Regions from separate parts of the Mus musculus genome. Here all the other regions are linked to region 3. Evidence: chromatin contacts called from public Hi-C and HiChIP or PLAC-seq data. All regions are on one chromosome and are shown on one strand. Each heading gives the region's core, a stretch centred on a gene start, on an enhancer-like site or on the middle of the called end of the contact. The rest is flanking DNA. Distances are from core to core; before and after follow the strand shown.

What was found. A called contact is a pair of places that touch in the nucleus more often than the background predicts. HiChIP or PLAC-seq counts read pairs in DNA pulled down with a chosen protein or histone mark.
Region 1: a FOXA1 HiChIP or PLAC-seq map of pancreatic cancer cells shows a contact between it and region 3. The contact joins the promoter of Dbndd2 here to the promoter of Pcif1 in region 3. A contact is called at or near these places in 3 of 115 datasets of contacts at active chromatin or transcription factors (bone marrow-derived macrophages, microglia and pancreatic cancer cells) and 1 of 9 other capture datasets (adipose tissue).
Region 2: a contact with region 3 is called in a Hi-C map of muscle stem cells, with 3 times the contacts expected there. The contact joins the promoter of Zfp334 here to the promoter of Pcif1 in region 3. A contact is called at or near these places in 4 of 39 promoter capture datasets (cranial neural crest, hippocampal neurons, maxillary cranial neural crest and 1 more) and 1 of 484 Hi-C or Micro-C datasets (muscle stem cells).

Annotation. Positions count from the first base shown.
Region 1 is chr2:164,484,384-164,488,290 of GRCm38.p6, forward strand. It overlaps Dbndd2 (dysbindin (dystrobrevin binding protein 1) domain containing 2), which reads left to right and starts at 2,072. Exons shown (of 4, transcript NM_026797.2): 1 at 2,072-2,304; 2 at 3,859-3,907. The coding sequence starts at 3,867.
Region 2 is chr2:165,386,694-165,390,497 of GRCm38.p6, forward strand. Zfp334 (zinc finger protein 334) reads right to left here and starts at 1,566. Exons shown (of 5, transcript NM_178411.3): 1 at 1,268-1,566; 2 at 233-295. The coding sequence starts at 247.
Region 3 is chr2:164,877,930-164,882,047 of GRCm38.p6, forward strand. It overlaps Pcif1 (PDX1 C-terminal inhibiting factor 1), which reads left to right and starts at 1,439. Exons shown (of 17, transcript NM_146129.3): 1 at 1,439-1,560. 4930445K14Rik (a long non-coding RNA gene) reads right to left here. Exons shown (of 2, transcript XR_003953757.1): 2 at 1-2,112.

The sequences.
Region 1 (3,907 bases), core at 822-3,321, 390 kb before region 3:
AGCTCCTGCTCTACACTTTGCCCTGCTCTCCTGCACCTGACTAGCTTTAAAAAGCCTGCTTTCCAGAGTTGTTCTTCCTGAGATGAGTTTGAAAATGGGGCAGGGGTAGGAGATAGGGTGAGAGAGAGTCGGTGACCTTGGGAGCTAAGCTCCAGCCAATGTACGACATCCAGAGTTGGCCTCATTTCTATGGTATAAAATGAGACCAAGTATCTACTCTATCCATTAATGAGAAGTTAGACTCTAATTGCTATATTTCTTGAAAAACGAAACTTACAAAAGGATAAGAGAGCATGCTTGGAGCCGTGGTCACAGCCATCTCAGGAGGCGGCCTACCTTGGTTCCAGTTCCAGCCCTGTCACTGACTAGCTTAAAATTAAAACATCAATAGTTCCTCTACTGTAGCTCTGTTTCTGCGCCTGTAAAGTGGACATAATAACATTTACCTCAGAGGCACCGGTAACTCCCACAGAAGTGCCAACAGTCAGGGCCCCCTCCCATGCGTAAGTCCATAGTAGAATGCAGTCTTCCCCTTTCTCAGAACCCATCCCAACCAAGAGAGCTAAGGTTGATGGAGCATTTCCAGTGTGTCTCAAGTCCTACACTACGAGAGAGGGGTTAATTAGCCCTAGTTAGTAGGCAGGATCAAGAGTCAGAGAAGGGTTAGGAGCTGGTTAGGAGCTGCAGTGGTTTACAGCTCCCGAAGGGGTCTGGCTGTAATCTTAACCTCGGCATTCATTGCCTCCCACAGGCTAGTGCACCCTTCTGGATGAGTGAGAAGGGAGCGTGCTATGCTTACTTCACAGGGCTGTTCTCAGCCTAGCCATACAGAAGAGTCCATGCCTCAGGCATTGCTGGAGTACTGTCCCCCTGTGGGGAAACCCAGATGTGCGTGTTTCTCATACCCAAAACCCTTTGCACACACCCTCCCGCTTCCCTGCTTTTCAAGATCACTTGAAGCTGGGCATAGGGACACAGTCAGGAGGCAAAGGCAGGGGGATCTGGGTCCTCTTGGATTTTGAGGCTAACCTGGTCTACAGAGCAAGTACCAGGACAGCAGGGCTATGCAAAGAAACCTTGTGGGAAGGGGAGGGGAGGGGAGGGGAGGGGAGGGGAGGGGAGGGGAGGGGAAATGAGACTTAAAATACCAGAGCGTAGATTTTATTATAACAAAGGACATTAAAACATGAGACGTGTGCTCTCGAGCTGTCCTGTGTGCAGAATGTAGTTAGGCAAGAGAGGGCGCAGGAAACTCTGAAGGAGGCTACTACTGTGGGAGGCTGAGCCAGAGTGGGAACAGAAATGATGTGAAATGGAGGTGTATTTTAATGTGGGTCTCAAAGGGGAGGGAGATGACAAGGATGGTTTCCTGGTAGCTTGGCCCCGACACAGATTTCTAATGGAAACACACACACACACACACACACACACACACACACACCAGTCATGGCTCATCCTCACGCTGTATTCAGAGCCCAGACAAGGGCATGGGGAGGGAGGCGACAGAGCCTTCATCCAGGGGTTGCTATACTGGACACTCCTAGCCCTGGTTTGAGCCAGGAGACGCTGAAAGGGGGCTGTTTCCGACTGGGCCGCCCACCTACGCCTGGCTGGACGTCTGGCATCTCTAGAGCACCTCGAGGTGTTGGCTCCTTGCCGGCGTGTAGGGTGCGGCGCATCCCCTCCAGCCCTGACTCGCCCAGTGCGCTGACCCGTAGGGCGACGGCTCTGTGTGGTCCTTAGGCCAGCTGAGGGAATCCAAGGTCCATGCACTTGACTCGCTGGGCAGCAGCTGACCCTGCTTCCCCATCTCGCACCTTCTGGAGAAGTGTGCGCGTAACCGTGGCCAGGGTGATCGAGGTGCGGTGAGGCGGGCAGCGAGCGCGTGCGCGTGGTCGTTGCGTGGGCGCTGCTCTGGAGTCGGAGAGCATCAAGTGTGCGTGGGCCGGAGCCGGCGCGTGTGCCCGCAGCAGCTGTGCGCCGGGCGGGGGTGCCGCAAGTGCCTCGGGGTGCGCGCAGCCTCGCGCGGGCGGAGCGAGGAGGGATGCGTGCGGGAACTTTTCGCCTGCCCCGCAAGTCCGGGTCCCGGCGTTTAGAGGAGCTGTCCTCCGCCGCCAGCCCCGAGTGCCCGCCCCGCCCCCACTTCCGCCTCCCGCCTCTTCCTCGTTCCCGGCTCCCAGGGCCGCCGGTCCCCAGGGAACCCCGCAGGCTTAGCCCCACCCGGCCGGCGCTGCTCGCTCCCACGCCCCCGCCGCCGCTTGTCGGGAGCGCACCCAGGGAGCCAGCGGGGCGCGGGCGCTGCAGGTAGGGGGGAATGCGGGGTTGGGCTCAGGTGCGGCGAACTGGGCCCCCGCAGCACGGGAACTTGGGGTGCCCTCCTCCGCCCGCCCCGTCTTCGCCCACGCGCCAGTCCCCTTTTAGGGAATTCTTTGCCTCTTGCCTCCTCAGGCGCGGGTGGGGCCGGGACAGAGGGCGTTCGTTCTCCATTTCCCTGGTTCCTTCCCGGTGTCAGCCTCCCGTCTCCAAATCCCTACTCTTCCCAGTACCTATGGTCGTGTAAACAACTACCTAGCTCTGGGAATTGGCTCCGCAGCCCCCCTGTGGACAGTCCCTTCAGCCTGGTAAGACCACAACGTCAGGGGGAGGGGAAAAGAGAGGCGTCCGGGTGGCCCCGGGTCAGCGGCAGCTCCCTCGCGAGCTCGCCTCCCCTCTCCTCTCCGCAGACCGCCCCTGGGGCCCTGGGTATTTTTAGCGTTGTGACCTGGGCGGCAGCTCTAAGAGCCTTTCTGGAGTCCTCGTCTGCTGCTCCCTTCTCCCTTCTCTGGCAGCCACATCAGCTCCAGGCACTGACTTGGCCTTGCCTCTATCATTAGTTTCGGGTCCCTCCTGAGCTACCCCAGTACTCGAGGACCTGGCCACGCGCTGTGATTACACTGTGGCCAGCTGAGGTTTATTGGAGGATGACAGCGTGGTCCTCACCCTAGAGCTTCCCCTGTTCCCTGTGATGCATGGGTTCAGTAGTGTACCAGGAACGGGGATGAATGCACAGGGCTGGCCCCAGAGCTCTGGTGTCCTGCAAAACTCGGTATTGGCAATCTCGACACCTGGTCTGAACTGTACTCAGTCCCCACCCTTCTAGTTGGTACTTACTAACTTGGGAAATAAGCCAAACATGTGTGAGAGGAGGGGACAACTGTGAGAGTTCAGAGGACAGGTGCTCAGTTCTCTACAAACAGCCCTCCTTCACGAAGTATATTGTCAGATAGTGTTTGAGGTAGGTAGGATGATACCTTCAGGTGGGACCCCTGGGGCCAGAAAGAGGCAGAGGCAAGTCAGGAAGTTAGGTCTTTGCCCCCAGAGAAAGTGTTTGGAGGTGATGAGGATTGTGGTGGCGGTGGTGGTGGTAGTGGTGGTATGTGTGTGTTTTGGGGGACAGGAAGCATGGAGTATTATTGACTTAGCTATAGTCTTTGGGTTTTGTAAGGACTGGGAAGAACCAGAGGTATAGCGCCCTACACTTCATCCATCTCGCCCTGTTCTTCCCTGGCCTTCAGAGGGGAGCTGAGTCCATCAAATGGCCAGCTCCTTCCAGTCTCTCAGAGGGCATGTAGGCAGTTAGCCAGCATTGGCAGCCTTCATTAACGACAGGCTCTTGCGGTGCCTGGAACTGACATCCCCTTTGTGGAACCAGGGCCAGCCTCGCCTCGCGAAAGAGGCTGCTGAGGCCAGAGCTGTCCAGACTGGAAGCGAGGCTGTGCTGCTGGGATGCCAGCTGTCAAGGGGCTCCTTATGCCTAGGCCCCCACTGCGTTCTTTCTCATCCCCACATCTGTGCTTGCCTTACCCTATTCCCGCACAGGGGCTGACATGGACCCAAATCCGAGAGCAGCCCTGGAGCGCCAACAGCT
Region 2 (3,804 bases), core at 316-2,815, 510 kb after region 3:
TCACTCAGAGATCCATCTGCCTCTGCCTCCCAAGCGCTGGGATTAAAGGCGTGCTCCAGCACATCTGGCAATGCCTTCTGTTTATTGGGGTTCACTTCTCTGGTACTGATCTGCTTCCCTTACTTTCCCTGGCGCTGCCTTTTTATACACGTCTACCACATCCAGATGTACTCGCTGCGGGTCTATGAACAGCCACTGCCAACGGTGGGACGTGAATCCCTCGGTGACTTACCTGGGTACTGTCCATTTCCAGGCGTTCTCAAGAAAGGGCCAGGAACCACCGGTGATCCAAGGGCTGGGTGAGGAAGAACAGGGAATGTGATCAGCAGACTGGCTAGCAGCTCGACAGTGACTCACAGACATGCCCTGGAAGGAAAGGACCCTTCGACCTGCGTCATACAGAAAGCGTCTGCGGAGGGAAGGCCCAGGGCAGTTTTGAATGGACTAATCAGAGCTTTTCTTACTGTGTGAAAGGAAACAAAGGTGTGAATTGAACTACTGTCTTATTCAGGTCTCCTTAAAAAACAAACAACACTTCAGAGTTCATATTAGATCATATCAATAAGCTCTAGTATATATGAAGCCTGAAAGAGCAGGCCAGCAACTCTGAGATTCTATCAATCAATCTATCTATCTATCTATCTACCCTCTAGTTTTTTGGGTATCAATTATCTATCTATCTATCTATCTACCTACCTACCATCTAGTTTTTTGGGTATCAATTACCTGTTTTCCTACTAATGCATTCAGCAGATGAAATCAGAAAACCAGACAGAGGGAGTGAGGGGTTTAAGATGCGTATCACTCTGCTCCCCTCCCCCAAGCTTAACTGCAGTTTCATGAGAGGGAGGCCTCTGCTTCAGTGTAGCAGAAGACAAAGCCCTGGCCTTCGAATCAACACACCAGATTTCAATTCTTGGTTCTGGCACTAGCAAACTACCTAAATGGTCAAAATAGCTGCCTTCCTCACTTGAGAAGAAGTTCGACTCTCATAAAAACCCTTTCCTGTAGATACTCTTGGGTCATTCTTCTATATAAAGGAAACCAGTAAACTCCAGGATGGTGATGGACGGGGTTTGAGCAACTCTGGCGAAACAGAATGGGGACTCTAATGAACGACACGCATTTGTTCGAAGTGATGCAGAGGCCTTTTTCTCAGCCATGGCTGGCATCCCTTCCCTCCCAAACGAAAGACCCGCCAATGAAATCAGACCTGCTCATTCCCTCAATCGCAGCTCAACCCTTAAGCAGCCCCCCGAAGCTTTACCGGGCCAAGGGCATCCGCAGGACTGCTGGGATCCGCTTTTTGCACGCACACACCTCTCTCCTTCCCAGGCTGCCCGCCCGGAGGCCTGCAGCCCCGGGGGCGCCCGCTAGCCTCGCCCGGCCCCTGGACACGCGCAAGCCTCCGCGGGCCCCAGGAAGGCGCTGGTTCTTCTGATCCTGCCCCGGAGTCGCCACCCGGAATTCCTCTGGCTCAGGGGAAACCTCGCTTCTTTTGTAGCTCCCAGAAGGCCCCAGGCAATTGTGGCGCACAGAGGCCCCTCGAGCCTCGCCTGGAAGAGCCCCACGAAACGGAAACGCATCCATAGAGCCTAGGAGACCGCGCATGCGCAGAGTCTCGGAGCGGCCATTCCCACGGTTCTCCAAAGGGTGCTGTAGTCTTTCCAGGACTACATTTCCCACAGGGAGTTGCGGCCCCCACCCAGCCGATAGCCTCTGAGGCGCTAGGGCTTTAATCACAGTAATTTACGAGTAAAAACCATGAGTACAAGAAGAAGTGTGAGAATAAAAAATTAGAGCTCTGTAAAGAAATTCCAACAGTGTATTAAGAAAAAAATAATAACCAAACAGTTGTAAGCAGAATAAAAATGTATCGACGACCTTCCCAAAATTACAGAAGAGACCCCCTAACAAAGAATCAAACCATCTCTAAATATCTTAAAAGAAAATAATCGCCATCCTGTTTATTACTGACTTTACTGACAGGTGCATACTCTCCTGCCAATTTTACAGAAGGAGAAGTCACAATAAGTAATGGCAAAATATTTTAACAGTATAATATTTTCAATTTTTATTTTATTTTATTTTATATGTATTGATATATTGCCTGCCTGCATGTATGTCTGTCCACTACTTGCGTGCTGTGCTTGGTACCCCGTGTCTAAGAAGGCCAGAAGATGGTATCATGTAGGTGCTGGGAATTGAACTCTGCTCCTCTGCTATAAATCACTGCGCCATCTTAACAATATATTTTAACATGACCAATTATATTTAATCCAAGTAATATAGAAACTGCTCTTCATCCATGAGGACAAATTGAATACGTGTATATATTTTGTTTTATTTATTTTTTTAAAATATTTATTTATTTATTTATACACTGTACACTATAGCTGTCTTCAGACACTCCTGAAAACGGCATCAGATTTCGTTACGGATGGTTGTGAGCCACCATGTGGTTGCTGGGATTTGAACTCAGGACCTTTGGAAGAGCGGTCGGCACTCTTAACCACTGAGCCATCTCACCAGCCCCCGTGTATATATTTTAAAAGAGGAAAGCTATGGAATATCTTAGTCACTGGAAGGCCAGACAGTTTCTGACACAGTTATCTGTTATGTTTAAATACCAAAAGGAACTTCGAGATGCAGAGGCTGAGAGATAGCTCTCAGTGAGCCAGACTTCCAGGGATTCAATGCTTGTATACTGTCTCCCACATCAAACGTGGCCATGATGTAATTTAAATAAAGGGGTCATAAGAAGGGACACTGCAGGCTTCAAAAAGCAAACCTGATATCCTGGCAGTCCGGTTTGTTTGCGGTGTTCCTAGAGTTTGTGTATGACTTTAGTTAACTAGTTACCAGAGATCAAGTGGAAACCAAAAGAAGCAGAGAGGCAATGTGGAGAAAAGGCAAATATTTCCCAGAAACCCAGCCATGCCTCCCCTTCCAGGGATCCTTGTCAAGACTTCAGATGCAGGGAGTGAGCCACCCTGAACATTGCATGCAGTTACATTCTTGGGTGGCCTCAGTTGCATATAGACTCACATAAAGCAGAGCCACAAAGTGCATACCTGTAAGCACACACAGAGCCACAAAGTCCGTACCAGTAGCCTCATAGCACGGAGGAAATAACCAGTTGCATCATTTTAAGCCACCAGATTTTGGGGGTAGTTTGTTATGGAGCAATAAATACATGGTGGGTCTGCAAGATGTTTCAGTAAATAAAGGCATTGCCAACAAACCAGATGACCTGCTGTGGGTCTCAGGGGTCCACATGGTCGAGAGAGAGGACCCAGATCTGCAAGCTCCATGTGTGTGCCGGGCCATTCTCAGGGGTATGTACCCGAACCCATGCCAAGTCAAAAGAAAACTGAAATGACTTTGGGGAAAGATAGATTTTAAAAGCAAATGTATGGGGGAAGGGAATGCAGTTGGCTTCTAGATATAATAAGTGAAAGAGTGGGCTCAATTATTAATAGTGCTTCTAGAAATAACTTCAATTTAGTATTTTTTTAAGTCAAGTAAGGAACAAGAAAATTAATATAGAAGATTTGAAAATGAATTAGAAATTAGCCATATGGGATGGTTTGAATAGGCATGGCCCACATAGACTCATGTCTATGAATGTTCGGCCCATAGGAAGTGGCACGACAAGGAGGTGTGGCCTTGTTGGAGTAGGTGTGACCTTGTCGAAGGAAGTATGTCATTGTGGAGGCGGGCTTTGAGGTCTTCTATGCTCAAGCTACACTCAGTGTGAACACAACCTCCCTCTGCTGCCTGTGGATCAAGGTGTAGAACTCG
Region 3 (4,118 bases), core at 189-2,688:
GTGTACTTACATATAATAAATAAATCTTTAAAAAAAAAAAAAAAAAAAAAACCAAACCAAAAACCAGAACTGGAACAGGGTCAGAGGTTAGGGAAACACTGAGTTACACCCCTAACCAACTCCCCTTTTAAACTTTCCTTTTTTTTTTTTTTTTTTTTTTTCTTCCCGAGACAGGGTTTCTCTGTGTAGCCCTGGCTGTCCTGGAACTCACTCTGTAGTCCAGGCTGGCCTCGAACTCAGAAATCTGCCTGCCTCTGCCTCCCAAGTTAAACTTTCCTTTTTAAAGCAAGTATCTTGTAGCCCTGCTGACCTCTCAAACTAGTGACCCTTTATCAGTCTCCCAAGATTCGAGATGCATGATGGTGTATGCTTTTAATTTCAGCACCCAGCAGGCAGACAGACTGCTGAGTTCCTGGTCTGCCAGGGTTATATAGCAGAACTATCAAAAAACCAAAAGAACAAAAAAATCCCTAAGATGGACACACCTGGGGTCGATGGTCAGGTGTCTGTGGGCAGACTAGACAAGATCCTCCTCCAACTCTTACTAGTTTATATTGTTGACCATTTTTCCTGACCTCCCAACATTCCAGCTCCAAGTTACTGGGCAGCCAGCGCCGACAGCGTCATAGACCTGAGAGGCTGACCAGCTGGGCCATCTGCTACGCTAGTCCAGCAGCAGGTGGCAAACTTGTCCTCCTTTCAAGTTACCTTAACTGGGCAACAGCTTCCTTAGGAGGCCACAAGTGGGTGGAGCTAGGAGCCTAATTCCGGAAGGGAGCCCGACGATGGCCCCTTGCAGAAGCGTCTCCCACTAAGCTGTGTGCAGCCTTCACAACTTTACAACTGCCCAAAGCCACATCTACCCTATTTGCACTCCTCCAAAAGCTACGACTATTCAAGAGCAATTTGTGAGCAGGTTGCTAACGCGCAAAGGTTCGATTTGCACGTCTTCGTCACCTGGCCTCTAGGCAGAGAGAGTTAACATTCCAGGACCCTTAGAGGGCAGAGGCCCCGAGAGGACACCAGCTGGAAGCGGCAGAGCACTGTGCAGGCCAGGACCCAACGTGCAGGGCCTACGTCACCGCTCCGCCTATGTCGGCAACTGAGCCAGAGCCCCCAGAAGACTCTAGACCAGCTTCGTGCCCCCTAAAGTGTCCTAGATCTTCAGCCCCTGCGAATGCGTTCGGCAGGGAAACTGAGGCAGGGGTGTGCGATAGATTCCTTCCTTCCCACCTACGTTTCAAGAATAGCAACGCTGTTTTTCCCCATCCTCAGGACCACAAGGGACCACCCAGATCAACCGGAAAATGGGGAGTTGGGGGCGGGGGGTGGGGGCGAAAGCCATCAAGGTCTGGGGAGCCAGTCAACGTTGCCACACTCAAGATGGCGGCGCGGCCGTGGCGAGGTCCTTCAGAGGCGGTACCGACGCATGCGCAGCGCGGAGTCCCGGCCCGGGACACAAGATGGCGGCAGCGGCGCTGGGGAGGGCGAGGCGGAGGCGGCAAAACGGGCGGTCGAGCAGAACGTGTGGCCGCATCCCCTCGAGTCCGCTTCGGGCAGGTAAGAGCCCCAGGAAGCCACGGTCCCGCTGCGTGCCGCGCCTGGGTCCGGGAGTCCGAAGCAGGACGGCGGAGGCCCCTCCGGCGCTTCCCGCTCGGGGCTGCCGCTCGCCCGGTCTCTTTCGTCGCCGCCATCTTAGAGCCGCGGGTGGGCAGCAGGACTGCCGGCTGGGGTGAGTGCAGTGGGCCCGGAGAGCCCGGGCGGAGCGGCCTCTAGGGTCCCTTCGCTGCTGCCGCTGCCGCCGTCGCCACCGCCTTTGTGTCGGGCTCCGACTCAGAGTCGCCTCAGCCCGGGGGCGGGAGCGCGCGGCAGGGCGGGGGGCGGAGCCCGGGCGAAGGGCCGGCGCGCGCGCGCCAGACTTCCCGCCCCCGCTGGGCTTGCGGGAGGGGCAGGCGGGAGCGCGCTGGGAGCGGGGTGGGGGAGGGTTCCCGTCTGTGCGCCTGCGTGGCTCCGCCCACCAGAGCCGGGGCGTTATGATTGGTACTCTGGTATGTGATCCCGCCCATGTTCCTCCAATCCCGGAATCGGATGCATTTTCTAGTCCGAGTTCCGCTGCTTGCGCAGATACAGTTGTTTGTCTCTAGACTACGCTGCGCTTCTCCGACTTTGGTATGCGTGGGGGTCCGGAAGGCACAGGCTAAGTGAAAACAGTCACTTAATGGGAGCAGCAGCGAGAGTCCACAGAACGCTAGACTACGGTGCAGGGGTCAGATGGTTCTGACGTAGGTGTCAGGACGGCAGCACGGCCTTGAACTTGGGTCTGGCCAACTTCAGAGCTGGCGTTTTGGCCAGAGACCTGCTGCACCTATCTACGCGAGTTTATCTTATTTTTAAAAGACAGGGTCTCTGTGTAGCCCTGGCTATCCTGTAACTCACTATGTGGAACAGGCTGCCCTCGAATTCACAGAAACCCTGTGTCTTTAGTGCTGGGATTAAAGTCGTCTGTCACTACACCTGGCTCTAATGTGTGTGTATGTGGTACTGGGGATATAACCCTAGGTTTCACATATGCCGGGCAGTCAGTGTACTAAGTAGCTTTATTACCAGCACTTAACAAGTTCCAAGTTAACATTTTCAAGCTGTGTAAAGTGCAAAAGTGTGTCATCTTGTCTCCCAGTCCCATCTGGGGTGCGTTTAAAAATAAAATCTTGTCGAGGGTGAAGGCACAGATCTGAAATTCTAGCACTTAAGAGATGGATGGATGACCAAGGCAGGATAGGATGACTAAGGGCGATAATCTTTAACACTCCGATTCCGGCAGGATCATTAGGAGTTTTACGCCAGTTTCAGCTGTGTGAGACCCTGCCCTAAAGTTACAAATTCTTTGGTAGTTCTACCCCTCCTGCTTCTAACTGCAAATAGGTGTCGTTGGGGTTCAGCTGGTTTGGGATTGCTGTAGTGTCCTGTTTAGGTGGCACGAGGCCGGGCTGCTTCTGCCTTCTCTAACAACTGCATCTACCAGGTGCATCCTTCACATTTTGGGGGACACAAAATTTTCAATAAAGGTGGACAAGATGTGTTATACGTGTTTGCATGTTTTTATTTTTATTTATTTCAAGACAGCCAAAGAAGTGTGTCTTTTCTTAGTTGTGGGTGGCTTGAGATAGTGCCCCAACTTTCCTTACGTTCGCTTTGCACCCTTTGCTTTGGTTTACAGACACTTTGATTGGCAATGTATCAGGGCTCCGTTGTGCAAAATGAAAACATGATTACCATTGGCATATGTCTATATTCCACCTAACGGGAAGGCTGAAACGGAAGGATCTCTTGAGCCCAGTGGTTGAAGAAAGGCAGGGCTAGTTCAGAAAGAGAGCTGATCATGGTGGCTTTCACCTGTAACCCTAACACTTGGGAGGTCGGTCGAAGAAGAGGACAGGTTGGGATTTGGGGTCATATTCAGCTACCAATTTGAGTCCTCATCTCAAGCCAAGAACAGAAAGAGGAAAAAAAAAAAAAAACAAGAAAAGAAAAGAAAGAAAAAGTCAATTCCAGGCTTGCAGATGGAGTTGCTTACTGGAACCCTCCCTACTTAGCACTCTCAGATCTGGCCTTGATAACCAGTAAAGCAAGTCCTGTGGTCCACGCTGTAACCTTAGCTAATCCCGGAGACCAAAGCAGGAGGATCATATAGTCAAATATTTAAGGCCTTCTTGAACTGCGGATTAAGTTCAAGGACAATCTTGTCCATTTTTTAAGACCCTGCTCAAAAGTTATAGGTCTGGCTTAGTGGTAGAGCATTTATCTAGCGTGAAGAAGTACCTAGTACCGCATATATATTTGTCAATCTATACATAATGGTCTTAACCATGAAAGAACACTTACCTGTTATATACAAAAACTCTTTTGAGTTCCATCCCTAGCACTACAAAACCAAACCAACCAACTTCAAGGTGACAGGAAAGCATTAAACCAAGTTTAGAGGTCTGTAGATGAACCAGGTTCAGGGCCTAGGAATGCAGGTAGACACTCAAATACATCGTTTTTTTATGTTTGTTTGTTTGTGTTTTTTCTTTTTTGTTTTTGTGGTTTTTATTAGATATTTTCTTTATATACATTTT